Linked DNA regions of Mus musculus: all the other regions are linked to region 3. The links are chromatin contacts, called in public HiChIP or PLAC-seq and promoter capture Hi-C maps. All regions are on one chromosome and are shown on one strand. Each heading gives the region's core, a stretch centred on a gene start, on an enhancer-like site or on the middle of the called end of the contact. The rest is flanking DNA. Distances are from core to core; before and after follow the strand shown.

Region 1 (2,751 bases), core at 116-2,615, 83 kb after region 3:
AATCCTAGGACATCCAATGCACTCTTCTGGCCTCTGTGGTCACCAGGCAGACAGACATATATGCAGGCAAAGCATCTGTGATGGTTTGAATAAAAATGGCCTCCATTGGTTCATAGGGCGACCTCTCTAGCACCGTGTCTGCCTGCATGCTGCCATGCTTCTCACCATGCTGATGAGTTGTGAACCAGCCCCAATTGAAGACCCCAGACTTGCTGTGGTCATGATGTTTCTTCACAGCAACAGAACAATGACTAAGATATCCTTACATGTATTTTACACTTGTAAAAACATACTGTAAAACAAAACAAAACAAAAAACCATACTGTATACTATCTCCCCTGGTGCGTGGTTAATTCAGCTGTAGCCACTTACCTTAAGAACAGACTCAGTGACTCCCCAAGAGAAATCACAGGGGAACCGACCCTTCATGTCTGGCGTGGACTCTTTCAAAGGGAAGCCGTTGTCTTGTATGATCTGCTTGTAGTAATGAGCCGAGGACTTGGGTTTCCTCTCTTTCTGCTCACTGTTAAAGTCCACATAAAACAGCCCTCGTCGGGTCGTATAGGCATCCTGCCACTCAAAGCCATCCAGGAGAGTCCAGGCCGTATAACCAAACACGCGGATTTCATCAAATTTTATTGCTGCACAGAGAAAAGGAAGCAGCGATTTTCAGAGGACTAAAACATTCTAGTTCGTTTACAAAGTGCCAGGACACAGCACATTACAAAAGTAACTCTTTTCCTAAATATCAAGCATTTTATATCAAACCACAAATTATTGATTTGGGGCCAGCAAAATAGCTGCATCTGTAAAGGCACCTACTATGAAGCTTGACAAAGTTGAGTCAGAGGCCTGCATGGTACAAGGGGACCAAGTGTCAAAAGTTGTCCTCTGACTTCCACATGCGCCCTACACTCAAAAGAAATAAACAGTACGCACTCCCTACCCTGGTGAGTGATAGTTGGAAGATCTCATTAAAACATTCTTCCTGATAGTTACACGTTTTTAATCACATTGTTTAGCAGGGTATGACGGATGGTATATGCCTTTAATTTCAACACTCAGGAAGCAGAGGTAGGCAGATCTCTGAGTTCAAGTTTGGCTTGGTCAACATATTGAGTTCCAGGTCATCCAGAGCTACATAGTGTGACCCCATCTCAAAAATTTAAAAAGTGGGATGAGGTGATATTTAGTGCGCAGATCTGTGTCCTGGGGCTCGGCAGTTCCAGAGCCTTTTGGGATATAGATGTTGACTGGCGACCCAGAGTTTCTCATTCCGAGTTTGGGCTAGTTCCTGTCTGTGTACTACTGTCTGTTCTGTGAAATTGTCCTCCAGGGACTGAAAATACCAGCTCTCAGGACGTCACAGCAAATGCAGGCGGAAGGCATGGAAGTGGTGTGAGAGGTGGCTGGGCTGAAGGGCAACAGGCCCAGGCCAGGTCCTGCTGCATCTTGGGGCAGGAGCTGTTGGGCAAGGTGCAGAGCCTCAGTTACCTCATCTGCAAAGGAAAATATCGGGAAGGATGTTCTCTAAGGGCTTTCTCAGCTTTCAAACTCTGAGTGGGAGCCAGGTGTAGCAGTGTACGACTTTGATCCCAGCACTCTGCAGACAGAGGCAGGCAGATCTCTGTGAGTTCAAGGCCAACCTGGTCTACAGTAAAAACTGAAATTAGCCCTGAATCATTTAAAAATTTTTATTATTTTAATTTTATTTCCCATGCAGGAGTGTTTTTGCCTGCATGTTTATCTGTGAGCTCTCTCTGTGTCTGTATCCAGGGAGGCCTGATAAAGCGTATTCAGAAGAACTTCAGTTACAGACAGTCGTGAGCTGCCATGTGGGTGGTTAGAGTTAGTGTGCCAGGAATTGAACCTGGGACCTCTGTAAGAGCAGGCGGTGCTTGGTGCTCTCAACTGCTGAGCCATCTCCCTATCCCCCACTTGAACCATTTTTCTTAAAACAAACAAACAACAACAACAGCAACGCCCTTTTATTCCCCTCAGAGAGATGCCTCATCACTGCATTTTGCCATCTAATTATCATTAACATTGTTTTTCTAAAAGGTAGAAAATCCAGAGGCTGGAGAGATGGCTCAGTGGTGAAGAGCACTGTCTGCTCTTTCAGGGGGCTTGAGATCCTCAGCAACTACGTGGTAGCTTGCAACCATCTATAATGAGATTTGATAGCCTGGCAGTGGTGGCACATGCCTTTAATCCCAGCACTCGGGAGGCAGAGGCAGGCGGATTTCTGAGTTCGAGGCCAGCTTGGTCTACGGAGTGAGTTCCAGGACAGCCAGGGCTACACAGAGAAACCCTGTCTCGAGGAAAAAAAGAAAAAAAAAAAAAAAAAAAAAGAAAGAAAAATCCTTCCTTGAAAGAAAGGTTGAAAACCATGACAAGAAATTTCAAAATGACAAATGTGTTTCAGCAAGTCGTGGTTCTGGTTTCCCAGTAGTGTGGTGTTATGAAGAAGGGTGGAACAGGTAAACCCCTTTGTCCAAGTGAAAGACATTTGACCCAAGGGCCTGTATATATTATCATATGAGCCACCCTTCCTTCAGGTTCATGTAGTTGGGTGTGGCTGCGTTCTAAGCTGTTCCTTTTTGCAGAGCCAGGTGGGTGGGGAGACTGGGAGAGGGACTTGCTCTTTCTAAAATCTCCTCTGAAATATCTTTCCTGCAGGAGCTGGGATTTCTCTCCACATTTAGGACTTATTTATTTAAGTTATATTTTATGTATTGTGGTGAAGGAAGT
Region 2 (2,765 bases), core at 110-2,609, 79 kb before region 3:
AAGCATTAATGTACTTAAAATTTGCAAGACTTACAATGTACTAGGAGTTTTATTTTTCTTAATATGCTATTTCCTGCTATAATATTGTGTCAAAAAAATAAACCTAACTCAATAGTGAACTACAATAACGTGTTATCTGATGAAATCCCTTGTTTTTTAATAGGCCTGTTTTTAAAAGTGAGACTCAAGTTAACTATGAGGGACATCATAATGAAGTTTCACAGTACAACACTAGTCACAGAGGCATTGCCCTAGGAGAGCCTGACACTGGTAAACAGTATTCTGAAATAGGCTACTCAGACACTCCATTATTCTCCCTACTTCAAATCATTTAATTAACAAACAACTTGCCTTTGACCAGACTAAAAGCTTTAAATGTCAATGATGAGGCCTAGTTACGGGCTGGGTCCGTAGAAAAGAGATTACCACCTCATTCGGAATTATTTCTCTATCTGTAGTGGAAATTGTTTCAGTTCCCTTCCCATTATGTCTCCCTTTCCCCCAACACTACACTGGAAGGGAGTAACTCAAAGTCTTCCCCTCGTCTATACCTAAAGACTGTGGAGGTTCCTTCCCCAAGGAGAAGACAGCAAAGGCCCCGGCCGGCGATCTCCAGAACACCCCGAAAAGCGTGGGCCTGGGGGGTGCGCTGCGGCCGGGGGATCCAGTTACTACCTTTCCCCTTCCCCCAACCCACTTCCCGGGTTTTCTCGGCCTGCTCCTTCTTCCCCACCGCCTAGTCACACTTCCAGATGTTGCCGCCACCGCCTCGGGGCTCCCTCTAGAGCTCACGTGCCCCCGACGAGTGCTTCGGCATCGGCCCTCCAAACCCCGTTCCTCCCCAGGCCGGCCGGCCGGCCAGCCGCCCGCGAGACCGCCTCTCCCAGGGCCCGGGGAGGGGAGGGAAAGGCGGCGGGAGGAGGAGGGGAGGCCGCCGCTTCCCCAGAGGCAGAGAGGCGGCCGCAGCGAAGCCGGCCAGGGCCCGCCGGGGGTCGCGGAAGGAAGGGGCCCTGCCGCCCGGGGCTGAGATGGGGGCGTCCGGTAGCTCGTTCCTGACCTCCTCGCTCTTCAGCACCTCCTTGAACTCCCGCTTGATTCGCTGCACCGCGATGTTGGCCATGTCTCTGCCCGCAGCTGATTCGTACCCGCCTCCTCCGCCACCGCTACGACCACCGCCACCGCTGCCACCTCTTCCTCCGCCGCCGCCTCCTCCCTCAGCGATTCAGACCCGAGCACACGAACGCTGCCACTGCCACCCTCGCCGTCGCGTTCCTCCTCACTGTAGAATCACCTCCGCGCCCGGCCACCAAAATGGCGCCGGGTCCGCGCATGCGCACCACGCTGACCCGACCGGGCGGCGCAGCCGCTCCAGTGGGAGCCCCATACGTCTCCAGCAGCGAGCCCGCGCCGCGCCGCGCCGCGCGTCTCAGCCGGGGCTTCGGCCGCGTGGCTCCGCCCTGCCGGCGGCTGGGGCCAGGAGGGTGCGGCTTCGCGGCCTGTCCGCGGGGTCTGGGCCTGCCGGGTCCTCCCCTGCCCCTCGGCCTCCTTTACAGAGAGACCTCCAGTCCCTAGGCTGGGACCCGAGGTGGGAGCCCGGCCTGGCGGGTGTCCCCGGCCCTAGCCGGGCCGAGCCCCGCTCTAACTCGGCCAGACCCAGAACCCACGGGCTCGAAGTGCCTCCCTGTGTCTAGCGGAGGAAAAAGCTATGCAGGAACTGGGTCCTGCCCAGCGTCCGTTGGTAAACCCCCGGGAAATCCACTGCCGTAGCTTTTGTTCTGGAACCATGATAAGGCAACTATTATTCGGTCATCTCAGGTATTACAGATGTTTAAGGTTGTGTAATGGTTGTGTCCCACGGCTTGTAATTGATACAGGTGTTGCCAGAAAGAGGCCTGTGATGGGTTTAAAAGCCAGAAGTTACATCTTTGCCCTGTTTAGATAATCAATGCTGAACTGCAGAACTAAGGTGTTTTTCAAACTTGAAAGTGCCTCGGAATCCCTGGAGAGCTGGTTAAGATTGTTAGCACCTATCTCTAGAGTGTGGATGGACCTAAGAATTGGCATTCCTAGCAAGCTCCCTGCTGCCCGTTTTTCAGCGGCCACGCTGTGGGAATGACTGGATTAAGCATGTGAAGAACTGTATTTATTATAGTGACAGTTGAAGAAATAGAAGGCCGAAAGAGCTTTAAACTTACAAAGGTGTTTGGCGCTTGTATTGAGTGAATATAGTTGAGTGGAGAAAAGAGAAACGAGTAAAATTATTTAATTGAGCAATAACGTGGAGAGGCTATTTGAAAGTGGTTAGTAGAGTTTAAAACAATATGGTGTGGGTGCTGAGAGGTACTTTGAAAATAACATTTTGAGCGCCGGGCATGGTGGCGCACGCCTTTAATCCCAGCACTCAGGAGGCAGAGGCAGGCGGATTTCTGAGTTCGAGGCCAGCCTGGTCTCAGAGTGAGTTCCAGGACAGCCAGGGCTATGCAGAAAAACCCTGTCTGGAAAAACCAAAAAAGTAAAAATAAAAAAAAAAGAAAGAAAATAACATTTTGAAATTATGAAGGTGTTATTGTAGGAATATGTTTCATGTATTCACCTAATCGATCAGTTCCGTATTCCATTTTAAGACTAATGCTAGCTGAGTGTGGTGGTACAAGCTTGTAATCCTAGATTGGGAGTCAGAAGCAGGAGGACCATCAGTTCGAGAATCATGTTTCCCTCATCTGTGAGATAAGGAGGTTGTTTAAACTTCTAAGAGTTCAATTTTT
Region 3 (2,924 bases), core at 65-2,564:
CAGGTCAGTTCCTTGCTACTCAGTAAGTTAGAGGCCAGCCAGGCATACATGAGATCTTGTCTCCAAAAAAAATCATTTCCTCAGTTATTCATAGAACCAACTTCTGGAGAGGTCTAAAACAATGTAAACATAAGCTAAAAGGATAAATGGTAGAGAAGTATTTATGTTCCTCTCTGCAGACTTTATTTAAGCTTTGACATCAGTCAGTGAATATAGTTTGGATTTTTAAGTTCTAAGTTTTGATTCTCTTGCATGTTTGTTAAAGGCACCAATAGTTTTTCTCTTTGATAATTCTCTGCCACTTTATATTATTTGTTTTTATTGAAACTTAACTTTTGGCCTACATCTCTCTCTGTCTCTCTCTCTCTCTCTCCCCCTCTCTCCCTCCCTCCCCCTCCCTCTCTCTCTCCCTCTCCCTCTCTCTCTGTTTCAAGACAGGGTTTCTCTGTGTGGCCCTGGCTGTCCTAGAACTCACTCTGTAGGCCAGGCTGTCCTAAAACTCAGAAATCTGCCTGCCTCTGCCTCCCAAGTGCTGGGATTAAAGGCGTGCGCCACCACTGCCCAGCTATTTATTTGTTCAATTACTTATTTATCTTGAGACTGTGTCTCTATAGTCTTGGCTATACTGGAGTCTATTACATAAACATAAACCAGGATGGCCTTTAACTCATAGAGATCTGCCCTCTGCTCCTGCCTCTTGGGCGATAGCATTAAGTTCTGTATCAATATATACAGCTGTATTTATTATGTTGTGATGTGTGTTTGTGTGTGCAGAAGCACCTTTGTGCTGGTGCACATGCCATGTATACACACATGAATATGGATGTCAGGCGTCTACCTCAGATGTCCTTTTTCATAAGCCTTCCACCTTTTTTTTTTTTTTTTTAAAAAAAACAGGGTCTCTAAGTGGGATTTTGGGGCTCTCTGAGTCGGCTCAGCTGCTTGGTCAGCTAGTGATCCCCAGGGAGTGATTCCCCGTCTTCCTTTCCCCAGCACTGGGGTTACAAGTGTGCCCCATGCCCTCCTTCTTCACATGGGTTTTGATTGTTTGCATGACAAGCACTGATTGCTGGAGCTCCCTACCCAGCACAACCCTTGACATAATCTCCTATCTTTTCTGTTTCTAGACAAAGCCTTTGCTTATCTACTCAGAACCTGTAACTGCTCAGGCTTGCAGTTTTCCAACTCTCTAGCTATTATTTCCCCCAGTTCTAACTTTCCAATTACTTTGTCTTCAACCACTCTGTTTTCTTTATCCCCCGGCCTCATGAGCTCATTCGCTGGAGCTGTTCCTTCCCTACACTCCCTTGATGACGTTCTCAAGTCTCATGACTCATGATGTGTGTGCTGGTGACTGTCTTGTGGACATGTCCACTGTGGTGTTTCATAGGCAATCTCAAATCTTCAGAATTGGGCTTCTGGTAGCTCTGTCACGGCTGCTTTTCCTCCTTTGTCTGTTCTGTAAACGACCCTTGGCTCTCAGGCCTGTCCTTTATATCTACCTTCAGGATGTAACCAACACTCTACTTGATAGCACCTCGTTCTGCCTCCTCTCTGTTTACCACCTCATATCTAGGCCATTATAGTAGGGTCTGTTTGTTTGTCTTTCTGTCTATTTGTTTGTTTGCGACAGGGCCTTACCTATTTGTACCCTTGGCTGGTCTAGAACTCACTGTGTACAACAGGCTGACCTTAGATTCACAAAGAATCAGCCTCCCAAGTGGTGGGATTGAAGGCGAGTGCCACCATGCCCAGCCTTGCCTGTTCCTAACTCCCTCCCAGTTTAGCTCCCTGCTGCTGTTATTCATAACACAATTGGCTTGAACAAGTAAGAGTTTGCTTTTGGCTTCTTTTCACCTAAAACTTTTCAGGGGCTTTCTGTTTGAAGCACACTTGAAGGTCCTTGTTCTGACCTGTGAGTCCTATGCTCTGGCTGTGACTGGCTGCTTCTGCGACTAAGTCTCTCTGGTCTCCACGTCTTGCCTGGCTTCTGAACCTCACTCCAGTTGCAGGAGTCAGCAGTAAACACATCCCATTGGCTCCTGACTAAGATTGCTTCCAGCTGCCTCTCACTCTGCGTTTGCTATATAAAAAAACAATTTGGTTGTATGAGGGGGTGGGGGTGGGGAGCCAAGCTCAGATCTTCAGGCTTGGAGGCGGTGCTTTTAGCTGCAAAGCCTTGTCCTGCTGGCTTCACTCTATCTACATTTTGTGGACACTTTTCCCTTCTCAGTGGTACCACCCTCTGCTGTCCCGTGTCCAGCCATTATGTATGTAGAGACTGTCTTACTTGGACATCTATGTCAGTCTTGGTTCTCAGCTCGGTGAAGGCAGGGGCACTTGGAGGCAGACCCTTCTCCCTTCCAGATCCCCAGCATCACGGCAGTGATCTCCCTCCCTCCCTATTTCCCAGTCTAGATCTAAACCCTGCCGCTTTGGCACCTTCCTCTAGCCCCTGCATTTTATAGTTACCAGTGGACATGGCTATTTCATTACAAAAGGTGGCCATCTGAAGAACAAGTCTAGGTTTTTCATACAACCACTTTTAAAGGCAGTTCAGAGGTTTGTCTGAACATGAAGAACGTTTTAGGGCTTTGTAGAATATTTTTCAAAAACTGTTGTTTCTTTTGGTGCTACAGATCAAACCCAAGTCCTCAATGCACACTAGGCCAGTGCTCCACCACCGAACTGCACGTTAGCCTGTCTCTGTGGTCTCACTGTGTGCCTAGTGGTCTCAGTGTGTGCCTAGGCTGGCCTCAAACTCACTACCTAGCTCAGGATGGCCTTGTCCTGCCTGGCCCACTGTTCCTGACCCCCTCAAATTTATGTGTTTAATGCCTCAGCAGCATTCTTTCCATCTCTGCCTGCTGCTGCTGTCTGTTGCTGCCTGCTGCTGCTGCTGCAGCACTAATTGTGTCCTCTTC

The links. HiChIP or PLAC-seq counts read pairs in DNA pulled down with a chosen protein or histone mark. Capture Hi-C pulls out chosen DNA fragments and counts their contacts.
Region 1: a promoter capture Hi-C map of adipose tissue shows a contact between it and region 3. The contact joins two enhancer-like sites. A contact is called at or near these places in 1 of 115 datasets of contacts at active chromatin or transcription factors (bone marrow-derived macrophages) and 2 of 9 other capture datasets (adipose tissue and pancreatic islet).
Region 2: a contact with region 3 is called in an H3K27ac HiChIP or PLAC-seq map of extraembryonic endoderm stem cells. The contact joins the promoter of Ube2k here to the enhancer-like site in region 3. A contact is called at or near these places in 1 of 39 promoter capture datasets (cranial neural crest), 1 of 15 datasets of contacts at CTCF or cohesin (large pre-B cells), 21 of 484 Hi-C or Micro-C datasets (B cells, CD4 T cells, the CH12 cell line and 15 more), 6 of 115 datasets of contacts at active chromatin or transcription factors (the HPC-7 cell line, embryonic stem cells, extraembryonic endoderm stem cells and 1 more) and 4 of 9 other capture datasets (adipose tissue, embryonic stem cells, liver and 1 more).

The regions. Positions count from the first base shown.
Region 1 is chr5:65,373,570-65,376,320 of GRCm38.p6, reverse strand. It overlaps Klb (klotho beta), which reads right to left. Exons shown (of 5, transcript NM_031180.2): 3 at 373-641. Among named protein-coding and RNA genes, the nearest start is that of Rpl9, 16 kb to the left of the region's middle. Within about 2 kb of position 1,365, at least 5 of the 459 cell types and tissues checked have an H3K27ac peak or open chromatin away from gene starts, as enhancers often do. A contact at or near this core is called in adipose tissue, where this site is marked.
Region 2 is chr5:65,535,839-65,538,603 of GRCm38.p6, reverse strand. Ube2k (ubiquitin-conjugating enzyme E2K) reads right to left here and starts at 1,359. Exons shown (of 7, transcript NM_016786.4): 1 at 1,058-1,359. The coding sequence starts at 1,120. It also overlaps a transcript of Smim14 not described here.
Region 3 is chr5:65,456,456-65,459,379 of GRCm38.p6, reverse strand. The region is part of intron 3 of Smim14 (small integral membrane protein 14); the gene reads left to right. Among named protein-coding and RNA genes, the nearest start is that of Ugdh, 22 kb to the right of the region's middle. Within about 2 kb of position 1,314, at least 115 of the 459 cell types and tissues checked have an H3K27ac peak or open chromatin away from gene starts, as enhancers often do. A contact at or near this core is called in the HL-1 cell line, adipose tissue, extraembryonic endoderm stem cells and 2 more, where this site is marked.